Linked DNA regions of Mus musculus: all the other regions are linked to region 2. Evidence: chromatin contacts called from public HiChIP or PLAC-seq and promoter capture Hi-C data. All regions are on one chromosome and are shown on one strand. Each heading gives the region's core, a stretch centred on a gene start, on an enhancer-like site or on the middle of the called end of the contact. The rest is flanking DNA. Distances are from core to core; before and after follow the strand shown.

Region 1 (4,291 bases), core at 1,199-3,698, 230 kb after region 2:
TCAGAAATGGACAGTGGTGATAGGCTGAAGAGTTTACTTGGGGTGAACCCAGCAAGATGCAGTGATGGCTTCTGTAGGAAGAGTCAGGCTGGAGGTGGTCAGGGAGTGTGCTGGTTCCTGTCTCGTTGCCCATTAATGTGCTGTGACAACTCACCTGACAAGAACCAGCTTGAGGAAGGGTTCATGTGGACTCTTAGTTTGAGGGCACAGTCCATCATGGCAGGAAGCCATGGCATGGGTCACACCATCCATTGTACTACGTAGGATGCCTGGAACCACAGAGAACATCACTTGGCTGTGTGGGTCCTCAAAGAAGACAGGGGTCTCCAGAGCCTTGAAAAGACCCAGTGTCTGATGGTAGACTCTAAATATGAGGCCCGAGAGAAGAGGAGAGCAGGGACAGTTGGCTAAGGCCAGATCCCAAGGTAGGAACTTCCACAGGAAGGCAGGAGACATTAGCCAGAGAGGCTCATTTTATGGGACACAGAAGCCTTGCTCTCCTCTTCCTCCTCTTCCACCACCAACTCATCTTAGCACCTCCTCTCTGTCTGTGTCTCTCTCTGCCTCTCTCTGTCTCTCTCTCTGTCTCTGTCTCTCTTATACACACACACACACACACACACACACACACACACACACCCTCCTCTCCCATCCTAAATCCCAGCCACAGGAAGTCTCCATACCCACTCCAGAACCCTTCACACACACCCAGCCTTTGCATCACCCTCCCAGCCGTTGCATCAGCTCCCCCACTCCCGCCCCCAGCCTTTGCATCACCACCCTCACCTCCCAGCCTCTACTCTGTACTTGAGTCTCTCATATAGATTCACAAGCTTGCATCCCTGTGGTACTGTCATGTGCATGGAAATGAAAGTCTTCAATCCAAAATGATGCGATGGGGCTTCCACACAGGGGAGTTGGCTTACAGAACTCTGTTCCCCTTCCCCACCCTGGTCTCGAACCACCATTCTTCCCTGTCAGAGCATCCCTTCAAACACTGTTTCCTGCTTAGTGTCCCCGCCCCGACGAGGTCCGAAGGCTCACTGATCTTTGGACTTCATCACCTGGCCTCACCTTCTCACTTCATTTGATCTGTACATTCTCGTTACTATGCCAAGTAAATGGCCAGCAATGCTGCCTTGGGGCCTTTGCATGGCCATTCCCATCGTTTGGAACGCTTTCCCCTCAGACAGCCAAACGATTCATACCTTTCTCAGGCTTTTGCTCCCATAACCACCCTACTTAAACGGTTGGGGGCGGTAGGGGTGGGGGGATCTGTGGTAGAACGCTTGCCTGGTGTGTGGAAGGCTCTGGGTTTGATCTCCAGCACCAGAAAGAAATAAACTATTACCTGCTATGCTTTTCCCGAAAGCACAGATGGCCTTCAAAACTGTAATTCACACCTACTGAATGAGCTCACTGGGGATGGGAGCCCGGCGAGCTTGTGTGCAGGCCGGCTGGGAGGAGGGAAACGAAGGCAGCTGGTCACGGAGCTCTCCAGAAGTTTGCCAAGATGGAGAAAGAACAATAGAAGGAGAGGCTTCGATGGTGGGGGTTTGTGTGCTTGTTTTGTATCCTGCGTAGCCAAGGATAACCCAGAACTCCTGATCCTCCTGCTGGCACTGCAGATGGGTGGTGCCATACCTAAGTTAGATCAAGTTGAGGACTGAACCTAGAGTCCTGTGTGTGTAAGACAAGCACTGTACCAACAAAGCCACATTTCCAGCCCTTGGTGATGCGCTTCAAAAGGAAAGAGAAGCATGTGACGATTTTTTAGACTCCCAATAAGAGGACATAGATCCCAGTAGACCATGTGAGAGATAACTGAAGTGCTCACTGGGAGTTAGCAGGAGGGCAGCGTACGGAGAAGGTGCTGGGCAGGATGGGCATGTCCTGTTGGAACTAGAGATGAAGATAGAGTACAAGAGGTCAGGGGGTTGGAACTGAGGAGGAAAAGAGCTGGCTGTCCTGTCTCTCAACACAGGAGTCAAAATTGTGTCCCGGGAGAAAGAAGAAGCAGGGGCCCAGAAGAGGCTTTGAGACTGAGACAGCCTAGAAAATGCTGTTCTAGCACAGAGAAGGACGCTCATGTGGACTGAAGACAAGGCTCAGCGGGAGCCTTGTTCCAACTGGTATACAGGTCAAGTCGTGGAGGACGTCTGAGGCTTGTGTTATCACTGGCCTGGCTGCAGCCTGAGTATGGGCTGCCGAAGGGGGTTTGAACACATGCCAGGCTTGGGAAAAGTCCATCTGCCCGTGTGGGACGATGTCCGGGAACAAGAGATGTCTCTGACTCTTATTTGGGCCTTATTGGGGAACAAGGCTTCTTTGGGGGAGCTGCCCCACTCCGTGCTTCTCAGTGCAACGTTTTTACTAGGTGCAAGGAGAGCCGCGGGCGACCCGTGGCACAGCCAGCTGCTGCGGCTCGAGGTAATTCCCCAGTGTCCTTTATTGCCTCTACGCGGTGGGGGTGACACAGCCTCTGCTTTACGATCTGGCAGCGTAGGCTCAACCAGCACAGTGGCTGTCAATAAGGGCTGTGTTTTATATCACAGGCCGCACGATTTATGGGGGGGCCCAGCACCCTGCAGACAGCCGTTTGGCCAGGGAAGAAAATGACCTAATCCTTAAGAAATTTGGAAGCTAGAAAACAAACGTGTGTATGTTGCGCACCCGCGAGCACGACCGTGGCTGTATGTGCCAGCTTTGTCTGCGGACTTGCCAGGCACTGGAAAACAGAAATAGCTGTTAAATACGCTGACTATAAAACTTAAATGAAATCAAATGACTCACTTCCTGCTGCATAGGGCCTTTGCGTCACACCCGATGAGCAGGGTTTTGGGGAGAGGTGGGTCATTTCCTACCAAATCAACCTGCATTCCTTTCTCCCCAGGTAAGCCATGCTCTTTGCAAAACATGGGGTAATGTCTCCACTTGGATATGCCCATCTCAGTACTGAACCACCTGGTTTTGGTCTGCCTCTGAGCATGCCCAACTGTGTGTGTCAGTGTATGGAGTGTATGTGTGTGGATGTGTGTGTGTGAGCACCTATACACACATGTGTGGTGGCCAGAGGGTCATGTTGAGTGGGCCGTTCCATCTCTTTCCACCCTAGCCCTTGAGACAGGGTCTTTCACTGAACCTGGAGCTGGCAGCTGGTAAGCCCCAGCCATCCACCTGCCTCTCTCCTTCCCCACTCAGTGCTAAGGTTACAGGCTAAGCAGTCACTTCTCCACCCGGGTCCAGCCTTTGGACAGGGTGACATGATGTGGTTACCTGCAAAGTTCAACTGAAGTCATTTTTTTAAAGTTTCATAATGTTTGGAGTTTGGGTTAAGTAGGTCTCATTCCTAGTTATCCTTGGCCATCTGTGCTCTGCACACTATGGACTGGGCATACCTGTGTCAGGTTTCAGCTTCTGATGAGTGGGTACCAGTCATCTGGCATGGCATCCAGGGCACAACTGCACTGGGGTACCACGGTAGGGGCTCCATCCCTGGCTGTTGAATTAAAGCTCAGATCAAGGCATGATGATGCGTGTGAATCATCACGTCACATAGGAGCTGGAGGGTCAGAAGTTCAAAGTTTTCCTTGGCTTTATATCAAGTTTGAGGCCAGCCTGGGCTACATGAGACTTCTTACATGGGTCCTCCGGATCAAACTCAGGTCCCCATGCTTATAAGGCAAGCGCTTCCTGTCTGAGCCATCTCCCCAGCTCGAGGTTGAGCCCAGCTCCTGCACGTATGCTATCCCATTTAACCCTAGGCAGACCCTTGAGAGGGAGCTGTGACTGTGCTCCTGCAGCTGAGAAAACAGGCTTCAGGATAAACATTTGCAGCACTGCCTGGGTGGAGACCCCAGACCTGCCCTGAGCCAGACCTCTGCCCTCACCCCGCAATTCCCCCACCAGGGCCTGAACGCGGTGCATGGACGTCCCAATAGCCCTGTAAGATGGCGATCTCTACTCTCAGACAGAACCTTGGGTATGGTAAATCTCAGACTGGTGCAAGGCCCTCCAGTGAGCTCAGACTAATTGCCATGCTCCTGAAGGGCAGGGTGAGCAGCGGTGAGACAGAACTCACAACCCCACATACTATTCCTTATGAGCCATCTACATTGGGTTTTGATACCTCATATTAACTATGTGTTTAAATATAACACACACACATACATAATATACACATATAATCACTCAGGTAAAGAAAAAATATCAACATTATAGTACTTACTTAATATTACTTATTACACTACAATATTCTTCACACATACCAACTTTAATTCTTCACCAACTG
Region 2 (4,864 bases), core at 307-2,806:
TGGAATGCCTTGGGCTATTTCATAAAATAGATACTGACTTGCAGAAACAAATAAAGCTAAGGGAGAGCCCACGGTGTAAACTGTGCCGTCCACCAACAGTGATCCAATCAGTGAGTAACATGGGCTGAGAAGGAGCTTTCTCTAAGGCAGGGTGGAATTGGTCTGGAGGCTTGGTTCTCTTGCTTTGAGAAGGAGGGGCTCGAAAGAGATGTGACCAACATTCTCAACAGGACACCTCTATTTAAATGGACCGACCTTAGATTATTGTGGGCAAGTTTCTAAGCGTCCTCAGGCATCAGTCACTCCACCTTTAAAAGGAGGATACCCTATGGCAGGCTAAGCAATACAAAGGAACTAGACCTCAGGAAGAAATATAAAGAAGTCCCGCGGGCAGCTTTCTAAGAGCAGAGCCCAGGAGAGGAAGCTGAGTCCCATGGCTTGGGAGGGCACGGCCATTTGCTGCCTGCTTGCTTCTTGGAGTGGACAGTTCTGGACTGTATGGAAAGCCGGGGCTACTTAAGCAAATGCTTTCATGAACAGCCTCATCTACACTTTGGCCTGCAACTTCGGTGAGCCTAATTCTTCCTTCTCCCTCTGATTACTTCCATCTGGCTGCAGCAGCTTCAATGGAGTCTCCGGGATTAAAAAAAAAAGAGAAAAAAAAGAAAAAGAAAAAGAAAAAGAAAGAAAGAAAGAAAGAAAGAAAGAAAGAAAGAAAGAAAGAAAGAAAGAAAGACCCCTCTCACTGCAAAACATAAGCAGCAAGCCTAAGGTTGGCGTCACTTGTCGCCGGCGTGCTCTCAGATGGCGGCGTGAGCGAGCCATGGCGAGGGGCGCCTGGGACCCCGGGCACCTGCACTAGCTGCCCGGGCGACGAGGGCCTGCGTGAATCCAGTCTTGCTTCCCAACCCACGTGTCTTCCTTCTGCTACGGCGCACAGAGGATCCGGGAGTTTTGGGAACAACCAGCGGAGGGCTGAGGGGGTTGGGAAGAAAGGGGGAGTTCAGATATTGAAACCAGCAGTCGCAGCGCCCGAGCTCCGGAGCTCATCTGACTTGAGTTAGCAACCCCCCAACCCGGCGCCTTAGAAAAAGTGTTTGAGACTGGCGTGTGCTCCTGTAGCTGGAACTTTCTGGTAGGGGTGCTTTATTTCCTCCGAACTGGGTTGGAAGAATCTGCGATAGTCCCAGCTCTTCTCCTCCAGAGTGGCGTCTGGGTCGTCACCCCCCACCCCCACTCCCTAACTCCTGGGTTCTCTGGTCCCCCGCTGGAACTTTCCGAAGGGGTGCTTTCCTTGCTGGAGCTGAGGTGGGGGAGAGTCTGTGTTCGCCCGCTGGCAATCCCCCTCCAGGGTGGTGTCCCCCCACCCCCAGCCTCAGAGGCAGGGTGCACGCGGCGGGGCGGGCAAGCTAAGGACGCGACGATCAGGGTTTGCCCAAGCTCAGCGCGCGGGGGCGCTGCGCCATCCCAGAGACGCTGATGGATTGCATGAGTGCCGGCGTTCGCCAGCCGAGGCAGCACGGCTCCGCGGACTTTTTTTCAAACTCCTCTCATCAATGAGACTTCGAGGAGGAGCGGGAGGCGGCGGCGGCGGCTACAGAGGACGCGGAGGAAGGCGAGGAGGAGCCAGAGGAAGGAGCACGGGTCGTGCGTAGCATCGCAGCCGCCCGGAGCTGCTGGCCTGGTGTCCTTAGGGACTGCCCGAGTCCCCCGCCCGCCTTGGTCCCCTCCTCTGCCTGGCCAGCCCCGCCCCGGCAGCCGGAGCCCCCGCACTCGGCAGCCCCACTCCAGCCAAGTTGGGATGGGGCCCTGCAACCACTGCCCGGCGCCCGAGAGGCCACCTGCATGCTAGAGGCAAACTTTTGTCTCCTCGGTAAAGTTGCATTGGCCTTCCCACCCTTCCTTTTTTCTTTTCTTTCTTTCTTTCTTTTTTTTTTTTTCCTCCCCTTACTCTTGGTGGCGAAGCACTTCCTAGCCTGGCCAGCTTCGGCTGAGATGCTGTGGCGGTCTTGGAGTGTCTCTCATCCGTTTACCGGAATCGAGATCGTGACACTGATTTTAGGGGGGCCGGCTAAAGAAGGCAACCCTGATTAGTGCCCTGGTCCAGCAGCGGCAGGGCTTAAGGAGGATCTTGGGGATCAGAACTCGTGGCCGGGGTCGATTTTATTACCACAGCCCTCCACTTGAGGGGAAGTGCTTCTTGTTCTTGGGTTGCTCGGGTAGGCCGGTCTTTGACCGGTGGTACCGCTTGGAGCCTGGAACTGTTTGGGGGCGACGTGGGGGCTGGGGTGCGCCGAAGCTCCCTTAGATGGGCAGCTGGGAGCGCGCCTGTGGGACTGTGCGGTGTGCTGCAACCGCCGCCGGCCACTTGGAAACTTGCAACTCTACTTCTCCGCGCTGCGAGTCCGCGTCCAGGAGCCAGTCTTTTCTTTCTTCCTTCTTTCCCTCTCGTTGAACCCTGTTGCCCCTTCCCTCCGCCGCCAGTCTCTGGACCTCGGTTCTGGCTTCCTTACCTTTCTCTCTTATCCTAGGTCTCCAGATCCCCTTGACTTCCAGAATGGATCCACGCGTAATCCTTCGCCGAGGGATCGGTTCCCCCTACTCCTCGCTTTCATCCTAGCCCCCACTTAACACCCCCCAAGCAATCTCTCAACAAGTATATTTGCTGAGGAATTTGAAAAATCCACTACTGCAACTTGATCTGTGTGTGATGGATGAGGAGCGGCGCGGACAGAGTTGGGCGCCAATCCTATTAAGGGTTTAGAGAGAGGGGAGCGTTTTTTTTCCTCCGGGATTGGGGGTGGGGGGAGGGACCGTGTGCTTGAGTGAGTTCGAGAGGGCTCCCGCCGCGCCGGGAGCTGGAAGTCCACCCAACTGGGCTCCTTTTCAGCCCGGCAGCAATTGCTCTCATTTCCTAGGAAACCTGACTTTTAGAGCTTGAGGACACTAAGGATGGAGCCCTTGCGCTTCACCTCGAGTGACCTGGCTACAGAGACGCAAGGAGTTTGTGGGGATCCCCCAGGGCGCCTCTCCTTCCAGGCTTTGTGTGTGTGTCTGTGTGTGTAACTGTCCTGTGATTCCCAGAGCCGATCCCAGTTGGAGCAGGGGTAGGAGAGACTTCTCTTGGTAGTCTCATCCTTCAGAGACTGGGAAGGGATGGGTTCTGTACCTCTCTGTTCCCCAGCTGGGGCATCCTTCATCTTGCTGTTCGGTGGCCGCACGATGTCCTGGGCCCCTTGCCCCTCCGCCCTCGCTGGGCGTGTAAAGGTTTAATCCCCACAGCTTCAGATAAAGGGAACAGTTGTAAAACGCTCATATGCTGTTTGCAGACGAGGCTCTGGGGGATGTTGGAGAATTTGAAAGTAAACGTTTCCCTCGCAAGCGGCATAAAATAGTGTTTAAACAAATATTGTATTGGCATGCTCCGGGGGCTCGGTGCCAAAAAAGAAAAGTAAATAAACGGTGAAATCCAAAATATACAGCACGGGGGGGATAGCGGGCAGAATAGGCGGGCTTGTCACAAGTCTCCCTGATGTTATCTGTTTGTTCTAGCCACCTCTCCTTCGAGCCCCCTCCCCGCCCATTTCCTCACCTTGGCTGCGGTTTCCCTTTTTGAGTAGGCTTCCGTGTGTCTGGGGGACTAGCCCCTTCAATGGCTCAGTTGGTCTGGAATTGGGGAGGGAATACATTGTGTTCCTACCTGGATTGGTCTCCCCCAAGTAGGAGGAAACATTCCTGATGCTTACTCGCTTTGAGTTTTGAGGCTCTTGCTTTCTCCCAGCTTCTGTTCTATCCTGGGCACTAATCCCAGAATGTCTAATCTAAACCACGCAGACCCCTCCTGCTAAAGGCTTCACTCCTAGAGTCTCTACATCTTGCTTTCCCTTTCTCCAACCAGCTCCTTCTCTCTAGAGGGTTCCAAGAGTTGGGTATGGCCTCTTCAGGATACAGTTTCTACTCAGACGCTGCCTGCTGTATGGAAAGCTCACCTGATGAGTTTTAACATTAATTATGTTTAGGGAGACTTAGGATGCCCCCAAATGTCATGAGGTATTTCCTGATTCTAGGGGGCTTAGAGTCACAACACACAGAAGAAGGTTCTGTGTACTGTGCCCTGTAGGAGATCTGCTCTTGTCTTTGTCCTGTATCTGTGGGAGAGGCCGATGGGAAGCAAGTATCTTCCCACCCAGGGCTGGACTCCTCCATGAACGAACTGGGACTGGGATTGATAGATCTGTTTCTGTGCTTAGGTGGGAACTGAGATGGTGGAAATATGCACAGAATTCAGACTCACTGAGGTCTTCTCCCAAATTCAAGCCGGGCTTGCTTGGAAGGAGGACCACCTTGAAGTGTATATGGAGTTAGCTTCACTTTCTCAGGATGTTCCTTGGGCCTTGCAGGCTTGGAAGAACATTGAGCACTGAGCAATCAAAGAGGGTGTGCTTTTGAGTTGCATAATTGTAAGAGGGTGTGTTTGTGTGTGTGTGTGTGTGTGTGTGTGTGTGTGTGTGTGTGGTTACTGGTCACAGGCTCATTTCCTAGCTGCTGTGGGGGTCTCAGGGGCTGTGTTCTGTAGCTGGCTTGTTTGCACTGCAGCCTGAAAAATACACAAATACTTCACTCTTTTTTTGTACTTCTACAAGAGCCCTGTACACAGTGCAGCCCCTGGGGCTGGATTAGTGAATCCGGGACAGTCTGCAAGCAGGCAGACAAAATTGGATATTTGCCTACACTAAGTACTCTTCTTCCCTCAGCATTCCACTCCCGGAAAACTTCAGTGCCCAGACACTAGCAGTTCCCTTTAAATGAGACCATGAGGTTGTTGTATGCACTGTGAATGCGGCTGTGACCCCTCACACCCAGC
Region 3 (4,548 bases), core at 590-3,089, 190 kb after region 2:
GATTCTGATGGCTCCTTTCTCTTGCCTCCTGTGACAGTGGCCCACGAACATCTGAAAGAGAGGGGACTCTTTAGCCTCGCAGCCCCAGGCACCAACCCTTCAGACTATTACCACCAGATGACCCTCATGGCAAGCCACCCCACCCCTTATGGGGACCTTCTAATGCAGAGCGGGGGTGCTGCTAGCGCACCCCATCTCCATGACTACCTCAACCCTGTGGATGGTGAGTACCAGAGGGTGCAACATGGGGTGAGGGGCAGGGATGATGTGAATGAGGGTGACTGACTGCCGGTCATAGAAAACAGGTCTGCCCTCCCTTTGGAGGTGAGAGACACAAACAGAAGTCTGCACTTCGTCCCAGTACTGTCTATACTACCAGACATGGGGACTGAGCCCAAGTACTAGGATGGGTGGCCAAGAGACCTGTGGTCATCACAAAGGATGGGATGCACTCACTTAACTTTTGGGAAGGATCTATAGTGGGAGGTACAGACACCACCCACCACTGGGGGTTGGTAAGCTAAGAGGGAATGGGGTAAGCAAAATAGGGATGGAGACGCATACTAGGGTAGCGGGATGCAGTTTTGAGACATAGAGAGTCAAGGTATCCCTCACTAAGGTGTGGTGGATGCTATTCCTGCACAGAACTGAAGGGCCAACCCACCAACTGGCTTGGTGAAGAGCAGTCCCAGCAGAGGACCTGCAGGTGCAAAGGACCTGTGTTCCTACTGGGAGCCCAGTATGATCTGAGCTTGAGAGACCAGTGTGATCAGCAGTAATCAGGTGAAAGACAGGAGTCCTAACTGGGGTCAGTGTTCCAGGCCGGGCTGTGCCAACAAGTTGGGACTTGACTAAGGCTTTGCACGTTGCTGGAGTGAGATGAGGCTGTGGAACCATTTTGGGGAGGATGTGCAGAGAAGGAAAGAGCTCTGATGTTCCATTTGAAAGTATCTTGTTCATGCTGGTCTGAGAACCCAGTCGGAGCGGCGAGCAGCAGTAGACCCCATTGGTGAGCTGTAGATTAATCCAGTTAAGGGGGATGCCTGGGTAGAGATGTATGACACGTTCCCAGCACAGGTGTGGTGTGCACGAAAGGAGGAGGCCATTACTTAGTGTGCTCTTGGCTATGACCAAGTATCTAACCTCTCACTGGCCCCCGTAAACAAATCCTGATGAAAGCAGCTTAGGCAGGCTTGTTGGGTGTGGCTCACACTTTAAGGAGATCCTGTCCATCATCGTGGAGATGATGGCCGGAGTGTGTGACATCCATAGTCACGAAGCAGAGACAGGCCATGCTCTCCTTTGTATTCAGTCTGGGACCCCAGCACATAGAATAGCCCACGTTCAGGGTGGGTCTTTTCACCTCAGTCAGCACATTCTAGAAAATCCTCCACACATGTGTCTCCTAGATAATGATCTCTCCAAGTTAACAATTGTTATAAACCATCATAAAGAGTCAAGGGCAAAGCCAGGATCGAGGGTCCAAGTGATAGGGTGGGCTTCACTGATCAAGGCGGTGCATGTGCTAGACTGCTTTGCAGAATAGGAGGTTGGGAGTCTTGGATCGAGGAGGTCCTAAGTGCCCATCAGATGCCAAGCCCTATCTTCTCACTAGAATCCATGCTGCTTTCACGGGGTGTCTTAGCCCCCTGACTATGAGATCCTGGGTCAGCATACAACCCCTGTCATGAGAAGGAAACTGAAGCTCGGTGCTGTTGCCCGCCCCCCTCCAACTAGATTCCACTCTACCTGGCAACCCTAGAGCTGTCCAAGGATGCCTGGTATGTGGGCTGAGTAGAGGCGTGGGGAACCACCACCAAACTCTAGGCTGGTGCCGCCTCCTGGCTGCTGTCTTCTAGTCCTGCCGGGAGCAGCATCTTCATGCCACAGTGGTGGGAGGAGACAGACCTGCAGAGAGGCCATCTGGTCCTGCAGGGTAGCAGGTTGGAAACGGGCTGTGGCAGCTGTTAAGAGGCCGCCGAGGGTGCAAGATTCAGGGTGGGCCCATATCATCCAGGCTTCGTCTCACATCATAGGCCCCATTCCTGGGTTTCCTGCCACAACCGCCACTGCAGCTCCCCTCAGGGGCCTTGCTCCAGTTGAGCTATCTCTCCACAGAGGCAGAACCAAGAGTGCTCCTTCTCCAGGAACTCTGTCTAGATGCTTCCTGCCTCCTCTGGTTGCTCCTGCCTCTCTGAGTTTTAAAGAACCACCCCACCACAAACGCAAGGTCAAGTTGCTCTGCTCATCCCTGCCATTCCCTGATAGGAGGCTTCTGAGTGACAAAGCAGTGTCCCCAACACTCAGCTGAGTGTCTCTCCCTCCCTAGGAGGATGCTGGGTCCAGGATTCGGCACAGCATGGTATTAAGTCCCATCCTTGCCTCTGACACAGTGAGATGAGGGACTAGGGAGGGTGCATCCTGGACACGGTGTTTCCCAGCGTCGTAAACCCAGTCACAACTACACAGCAGGAGAGGAATAACGAGATCCAGAGCAGAGTCACGCCCACATGCCAGCTTCTGCCATTCTGGGAAGCCCTCCTCCAAGGCTCAGAACCAGATGGTGGACATCACTGGCAAGTAGACAGACTTGTTGATGCCATGGCTAGGGGACCAAGTTGAGCAGGTGGCCCACACATCAGGAGAAGCAGAACTGGGCAGACAGGAGTTATCCTGTGACAGCCATCCTGAGTGCCTGACTGGGTATGCATCTCCATGCAGTGCCATGCATGTGACAGAGAGAGGAATGACAGTGAGCATTTCTCCTATGGCTGGAGTTAGGACGAGCAAACAAGTCCCCAGGCCTCTAGGCGGGGTTCCAAACCTTACTCTAGCAAGGCCATACCATCCATTGCCAGTACCTGAGCTCTACCCTCCAGAAGGCGGCTAGGCTGCTGGGTCTGGATCCGGCAGAGAGCAGCAGGGCAGGATGCAAAGGGGGCCAGTATGAAAACTAGTGAGGGGACACCAGAGAGGACAGTGAGTGGGACACAGGGAATGTGAAGCTGACTGAAGGAGAATGTAGTAAAGGTAGAATGAAGGTAAATGTTGTCTACTTAATGTATAGACTGGGTGCTCAATTAGTGCTGGTGTGACCTCTCACTGCCAGTATCCGTCTCAGATCCGCCCTGATCACTGGGGATCCATATCTTAGTTGTATCACCTCATGCTTCCTCCCAGGCCATGGACCACTCTGGGCATCATGTCCTCTTCGTGTTCCCATCCATTGTCCCTGGGCATGCTGTGTGTGGCTTGTCCCCTCTCTCCCTCGCACTGTTGTTACCAGTATGGCAGCAATAACAAACCAGGCTCAGCAGCCCATCCTCAGTGGGCCAGTTAAATGGAGCAGAAGTAGTGAAAAGTGTGTGTGTGTGTGGGGGGGGGGGGGGGTGCCTATTCATTGTGGCCACACAGGAAAGAGGAACAGAGAGCTTTATGTTTACGTTTACATGGAGAGCAAGAGGCACACATGGCTAAGCAGGCCTGATCAAGGTGTGGTCTAGCCATCAAATGCTCCCTGCAAAGTGGTCTGGCAAGTTATCACAACTGTGGGAAATCTCTTTGGAAGACAAGCTCCCCCTCCCCCTCCAGCAGCACCAGGTTTCATCCCTGTCCTTCTCCCAGCATGAGTCTACTGGGGGAAGTTCCATTTCATTTATTTATTTATTTATTTATTTATTTATTTATTTATTTATTTATTTATTTATTTATTTATAGTCCGTCGTCAGTTAACCAATGGGATGGACACAGGTGTTTCTGTAGAATGTCTTCTTCTCGGCAGCCTCATTGCTGGCTCCCAGAGCAGATCCCCTGATGCTTCCTGCTCTGCCTGTCTGCTGCTCTGCCATGCCTGAGGGCTTGAGGGCTGTGCAGCACCAAAGGCATCATGGACATCAAGGCCTGGGCACCTGAGGCACCATGGGAATTCCAGGCACCCAATTCTAGCCGACCGGGATTTCTTTCACCTAAGACAGTCAGTTCTGCTGCTACAGCAGGTGGCTCACAGCCTGTAAGACCTGATGTGTCAGGAGTGGCCAACACAGAAGACCAGGGAGAGAAAGGTGCAGCACAAAACAGAAACCACTGGAATGGACAAGGGAGCTGCTGGCAGCTACGAGTGGCCTAGAAGGGACTGGGGACAGCTCCGTTCCCCAGAACATTCAACATTGACTGCACCTGTCTAAGAAACAGGAAGGCCCCGGGCAAGAGGAGTCCATGGGTCGGTGGATAACTTAACACAGCCACCTCCTCTCTCCACTTCTATATTCAGATCAGCAGATTCCCACACACCTGAGCAGCACTGGGATGGCAGGCAGTGACGGGGGACGGCTGGGGGCTGGTTTTATAAACCCAAGAAACCCATACCAATCCATAGCAGTCTTCTATTTCTCCTGTTGGTGCTTCTCAGCAGAACTTTTCCAGGCAGACTCGCTGTTCGGTTTCTCTCTCAGGTTGGAACCTAGAGTCTCTCACACGCTATGTGTGATTACTTAACCACTGAGCTAGGCCCAGACTTTTCTTTCTTTTTTCTTAAATTCTACATTTTAT
Region 4 (4,546 bases), core at 371-2,870, 250 kb after region 2:
CCAGAGGAGCTGGGTTCAGTTCCCAGAACCTACATCAGGCAGCTCACAACTGTCTGTAACTCCAGTTGAGGGGAGGGGTGCCCTCTGGCCTCCAAAGGGACCTGCATGGCTATGGTACACATAAACTTATGTAGGCACACAAACATACACATAAATAAAAATGAATAAATCATCAAAAAAAGAAAAGGCTGGCCCATCCAGACCACTGAGGGAAGTCAGGGGAGGAACTCAAGGCAGGAACCTGGAGGCAGGAACTGAACAGAGACCATGGAAGATTGCTGCTTACTGGCATGATCTCCATAACTCACTCAGCTTGCTTTTTTTTTTTTAAACAACTCCAGACCACCTGTCCAAGGGATGGCACCACTCACAGTGGGCTGTGCCCGCCCACATCAATTGTTAACCAGGAAAATGACCACAGACTGACTTACAGGCCAAGCTGATGGGACACACTTTCCCAGATGAGTTTCTCTCTTTCCAGATGGTTCCAGATTGTATCTAGTTGGCAAAAAACAAACAAACAAACAAAACAAACAAACAAAACACCCAAACAACTAAACACCAAAGGAAATGGACTAATGTTACAAGACTCAGGAAGTTCCTGAGTCTTACAAGACCTACAAATCCCTCCTCAAAGTTACATAAGCACTGGGGAGAGGAGACATCTGACCTCAATCAGTCTGCAACTTATGAAGGGAGCTCTACAGCTTTTGTGAATCTTCACCCATGCTGGCTGGGCTTATTGGTGAAACAACTGCTTTTGAGTCATCTGTGTTCTGGTAGATGACCTCTCCCCACCATGTTCCAATGAGTAACGCCACAACTAGCTAACTCACTAATGTGGCCTTGGAAAATTCTTCTGTCTGTGCTCAGTGTCCCATCTGGAGTCAGTAGGTATTTGTTCATAAGAAAAGTCATATGACAGGGACCAACAGGACAAGAGAACTCTAAGAAAGAACCTAGGTCAAGCATTACTCTACCCATTATAGTCAACAAAGAATCCTCCCTACTGGTCCTAAATTCAAGGCAGGATCTTCTATAACAGCAAAAGGACAGCTCCATACCTGGCATTTTGACAGCTGCCAGTGTGGGTGGTAAGAGAAGGCCTTTCTTGGGGGCTTGAGATCTAAGTCAGCCAGCAGAATAGTTGCTTGCCTGGCACACACGAAACCCTGGGCTGTATCCTCAGCATGGCATATGGAAGGCATGGTTATATATGATGGCATACTCCTGTAATCTCAGCATTTGGGAAGTGGAGGCAGGAAGATCAGGAGTTCAAGGCCATCCCTGGCTGCATAGTGAGTCTGAAGTCAGCCTGGGTTACATGAGACTGTTTCAACACAAAAAGGATAGAAAGAGAAAGGGGTAGGGAGAAGAAGAAGGAGGAGGAGGAGGAGGAGGAGGAGGAGGAGGAAGAGGAGGAGGAAGAGGAGGAGGAAGAGGAGGAGAGAGAGGAGGAGGAAGAGGAGGAGGAGAGAGAGAGAGAGAGAGAGAGAGAGAGAGAGAGAGGTCTTTTTGGCAGTGAGTCTGCCTGATTCCTTTGGGTTGCCCCTGGCAGGTCAGCACAGAGAAACTCAGCTCTCCCCTGCATCCTGGGCAGCATCCATAGTCGCATAGGTCAGATGAAGGCTTGCCAGGCCCTTCTGCAAGGAGAGCATGGAAAAACCCAGCTGGGACCTCTGGAGCTGGCCACTGACTGCTCAAAACATCCCATAAACGTAACAATCAACCACTGTTCCCTGAAAGGCAGAAGAAAAAAATTGACCCCCTCATAAAGGAAAATTGAAGTGTGCCCCAAAATTCCTCAATACTCGCCTGTCTTCCCTCCCCAGGTGCTGGCCAATGTTGTCAGAACACGCCTGCCTCCCTGTTTAAGCGAGGTAATTTGATCCAGGCAATAACCATCATAAATATTCATGGTCTTGCCTTAACATTAGGATAACATCTGTTTCCAAACATCTGCAATCTGTTTTCAATGCTTCAGTAAAATGTAAATTAGCTATAACTAATACAATAAAGCACTAATGGGGGTAATGAGAATGAAAGACGCCCATTAGGGCCGCAGTCCAGCTCTAGCTCCCATGGCAGGGTTTCTAGAGTTCTCCAGAACTTTCCTTCCACTGCCTCCAACTTTCCCCAAATTAAAGAGGCTCTGGAAGGCCTCTGCTGGCCCCCAGATTTGCAGGCATGCCAGTCCTTCCAAAAGTACAGTCTTTGCCTTTGTTCTTAATATTTTAAAACTTACATGCTTATTACCTAAAAAATTTTAAATTATCTTACTTTTGCTTTTATTTTTGAGTTGGGTTACATGTAACCTTGGCAGGCCTGTGCCTAGTGTACAGCCAAAGATGACTTTGAATTTCTGGTCCCCTGTGCCTTCCTCACCTCCCTGGTCATGAGATTACAGGTGTGTACTGCCAAGCCCAGTTTATATGGAACCATGGCTTGATGCCTGCTAGGCATGTGCTGTATAAAATATGCTATATTCCCAACTGCGGTTTTTGTTTGATTGAGATAGTCTCATGTAGCCTAAGCTGGTCTTGAACTAGCTGTATAGCATAGGTTGGCCCTAAGCTCTTGACCCCCGTACCTCTGCATCTGTTTTACTGGAATCACAAATGTAGGCCACTCCATGCAGCTTTTCACCTTACTTGTGCTTACAGCTCAGTTACTGACACCACACAGAGCAAGAATGTCCACAGTACATGGAAAATAAGAAGCAGGCCAACATTTACTTTAGTGTGTGTGGGGGGGGGGGGGTATGTTCATGTGTCTATGCAGGTGTGCAGGTGGAAAACACCAGGTGTCCCTGTCTATCACTCCACACTTTACTCCCTTAAGATGGGATCTTTTACTGGATCTATAACCAGGCTAGTAGCTAGCAAGTTTCAGCAGTCCTGCCTCCACCTCCATAGTGTTGGAATTACAGGGTTCTGGAGATGGTAGTTCTCAAGTTGTTTAAAAAAATGTGTACACATATTGGGAGAATATATAAGAAAGCATTCTCTGGGGTACAAAGTTGAAGATTTGCCTTGATTTTGTCACTTCCATTTGTTCTAAGGAGCACTGTTTTGGCTAGAGGTATAACATAGTTGGCAGCATGGGCATTGACCTCTGTTGACATTTCTTGAAACCCTGAGCCCATCCTTATAAAAACTAACCAATCAGAAATCACATGGAGCTGGGCATGTGACTCAGCTAACAGAGGGATAACCTATCATGAAGAAGTCCCTAGGTTCCATCCCTATCACCCCCAAAACTGGGTATAGTGGTGCACACTTGTAAACCCACCACTCGATGCATTGCTCAAGTCCTTTTTCTGGCCCCATCACACTCTCTGACCACTTCTTGCTCTCCCAAGCACACATTGGCTCACAGGCTACCCAACAGAACATTCTAGAAAGGTAGAAATGTTTAAGGCTTGATATGTTAAATATGGGGAACTATTGAGCCCTTGGCATAGTTTGAATGGGATGCAGAACTGAGATTCTGTTTGCATTTGATTTTAAACAATTTAATTATAAATTGCCACTTATGGACACTGATTCTTTTCTGGGAAGGCAACTATTGGAAGTAGAGGTCAGCCATTTTAGGATGGGTTCAGAAACAGCAGTAGGATAAAGGACACTAATACAGCCACGGATGCACAAACACATATATGTATGCTCATATATGTGTGTGGGTACTCACGTATGCATGAGTGTGTGAAGGCCAGAGACCAACCTCAGGTGTCATTCCTCAAATACCATTCACTTTGTGCTTTGTGACAAAGTCTCTTGTTGGCCTGGAACTCACCAAGTTGTCTAGACTGGCTGGCAAATGAGCCCCAGGGATATGCCTGCCTCCATCTTTCCTGCAGTAGAATTACAAGCACCTGAAACTACACCTGTTTTTTGTTTGTTTGTTTGTTGTTGTTGGGGTTTTTTTCCCAGAGGTTCTGAGAGGTCAAAGTCAGGTCTTTGTTACCAACTGTGACACATCTTCAGTCCAAGAGACATTTCAAATTCTCAGACCCCTGCCCTCGATCAGGTAGAGATCTGGTCCTGCTTCTTAGGTCCTGCTTCTTGCTGTTTTTGTCTGATTCTGCCTACGGTCAACACACACAACCTAAGTAGGGAATGGTTTACTGTGGCTCACAGTTCAAGTGGATACAGTCCGTCATTGTGGGGAGGCATGGTGGCCAGAGCAGAAGACAAGCTGGTCAAATGGCATGCACAGTCAGGAAGCAGAGAGGAATAGGAAATGGTTTGGGCTGTAAAACCTCAAGTCCAAATGCCAGTGATTCACTTCCTTCAGTGAGTCTCCACCCCTTAAAGGTTCCACATCCTTCCCGAACAGTGCCACCAACTAAAACCAAGTTTTCAAAGGTATGAACCCATAGGGAACATTTCACATTCAAACCACAACGGTCAGCAAGGGTGAACATCTGAAGGGTCTACCAACAGAAGGAGAGGGAAGAGAGGCAGATGGTCCCAGAAGGATGAGAAAGCCCAATGGTGCTCAGCTCCCAGAAATCTTTGACATTGTCTTCCAAGTAAGGGAAGCC

What was found. Promoter capture Hi-C pulls out the DNA fragments that hold promoters and counts their contacts. HiChIP or PLAC-seq counts read pairs in DNA pulled down with a chosen protein or histone mark.
Region 1: an H3K4me3 HiChIP or PLAC-seq map of embryonic limb bud shows a contact between it and region 2, with 8 times the contacts expected there. The contact joins the enhancer-like site here to the promoter of Gli2 in region 2. A contact is called at or near these places in 10 of 39 promoter capture datasets (3T3-L1-derived adipocytes, cranial neural crest, embryonic stem cells and 5 more), 1 of 15 datasets of contacts at CTCF or cohesin (the NIH/3T3 cell line), 9 of 484 Hi-C or Micro-C datasets (cortical neurons, embryonic fibroblasts, muscle stem cells and 2 more), 18 of 115 datasets of contacts at active chromatin or transcription factors (craniofacial prominence, embryonic basal ganglia, embryonic forebrain and 10 more) and 1 of 9 other capture datasets (embryonic stem cells).
Region 3: a contact with region 2 is called in a promoter capture Hi-C map of hippocampal neurons, with 4 times the contacts expected there. The contact joins the enhancer-like site here to the promoter of Gli2 in region 2. A contact is called at or near these places in 12 of 39 promoter capture datasets (the 3T3-L1 cell line, 3T3-L1-derived adipocytes, cranial neural crest and 8 more), 1 of 15 datasets of contacts at CTCF or cohesin (the NIH/3T3 cell line), 11 of 484 Hi-C or Micro-C datasets (astrocytes, cerebellar granule neurons, cerebellum and 7 more), 22 of 115 datasets of contacts at active chromatin or transcription factors (the NIH/3T3 cell line, craniofacial prominence, differentiating embryonic stem cells and 14 more) and 1 of 9 other capture datasets (embryonic stem cells).
Region 4: an H3K4me3 HiChIP or PLAC-seq map of embryonic limb bud shows a contact between it and region 2, with 5 times the contacts expected there. The contact joins the enhancer-like site here to the promoter of Gli2 in region 2. A contact is called at or near these places in 6 of 39 promoter capture datasets (3T3-L1-derived adipocytes, cranial neural crest, frontonasal cranial neural crest and 3 more), 1 of 15 datasets of contacts at CTCF or cohesin (the NIH/3T3 cell line) and 13 of 115 datasets of contacts at active chromatin or transcription factors (the NIH/3T3 cell line, craniofacial prominence, embryonic basal ganglia and 8 more).

What each region holds. Positions count from the first base shown.
Region 1 is chr1:118,823,933-118,828,223 of GRCm38.p6, reverse strand. No RefSeq gene overlaps it. Among named protein-coding and RNA genes, the nearest start is that of Mir6346, 130 kb to the left of the region's middle. Within about 2 kb of position 2,448, at least 81 of the 459 cell types and tissues checked have an H3K27ac peak or open chromatin away from gene starts, as enhancers often do. A contact at or near this core is called in cortical neurons, embryonic fibroblasts, embryonic forebrain and 3 more, where this site is marked.
Region 2 is chr1:119,050,311-119,055,174 of GRCm38.p6, reverse strand. It overlaps Gli2 (GLI-Kruppel family member GLI2), which reads left to right and starts at 1,556. Exons shown (of 14, transcript NM_001081125.1): 1 at 1,556-1,873.
Region 3 is chr1:118,862,247-118,866,794 of GRCm38.p6, reverse strand. It overlaps Gli2 (GLI-Kruppel family member GLI2), which reads left to right. Exons shown (of 14, transcript NM_001081125.1): 5 at 38-223. Among named protein-coding and RNA genes, the nearest start is that of Mir6346, 90 kb to the left of the region's middle. Within about 2 kb of position 1,839, at least 9 of the 459 cell types and tissues checked have an H3K27ac peak or open chromatin away from gene starts, as enhancers often do. A contact at or near this core is called in cerebellum, cerebral cortex and hippocampal neurons, where this site is marked.
Region 4 is chr1:118,797,030-118,801,575 of GRCm38.p6, reverse strand. No RefSeq gene overlaps it. Among named protein-coding and RNA genes, the nearest start is that of Mir6346, 150 kb to the left of the region's middle. Within about 2 kb of position 1,620, at least 7 of the 459 cell types and tissues checked have an H3K27ac peak or open chromatin away from gene starts, as enhancers often do. A contact at or near this core is called in embryonic limb bud, where this site is marked.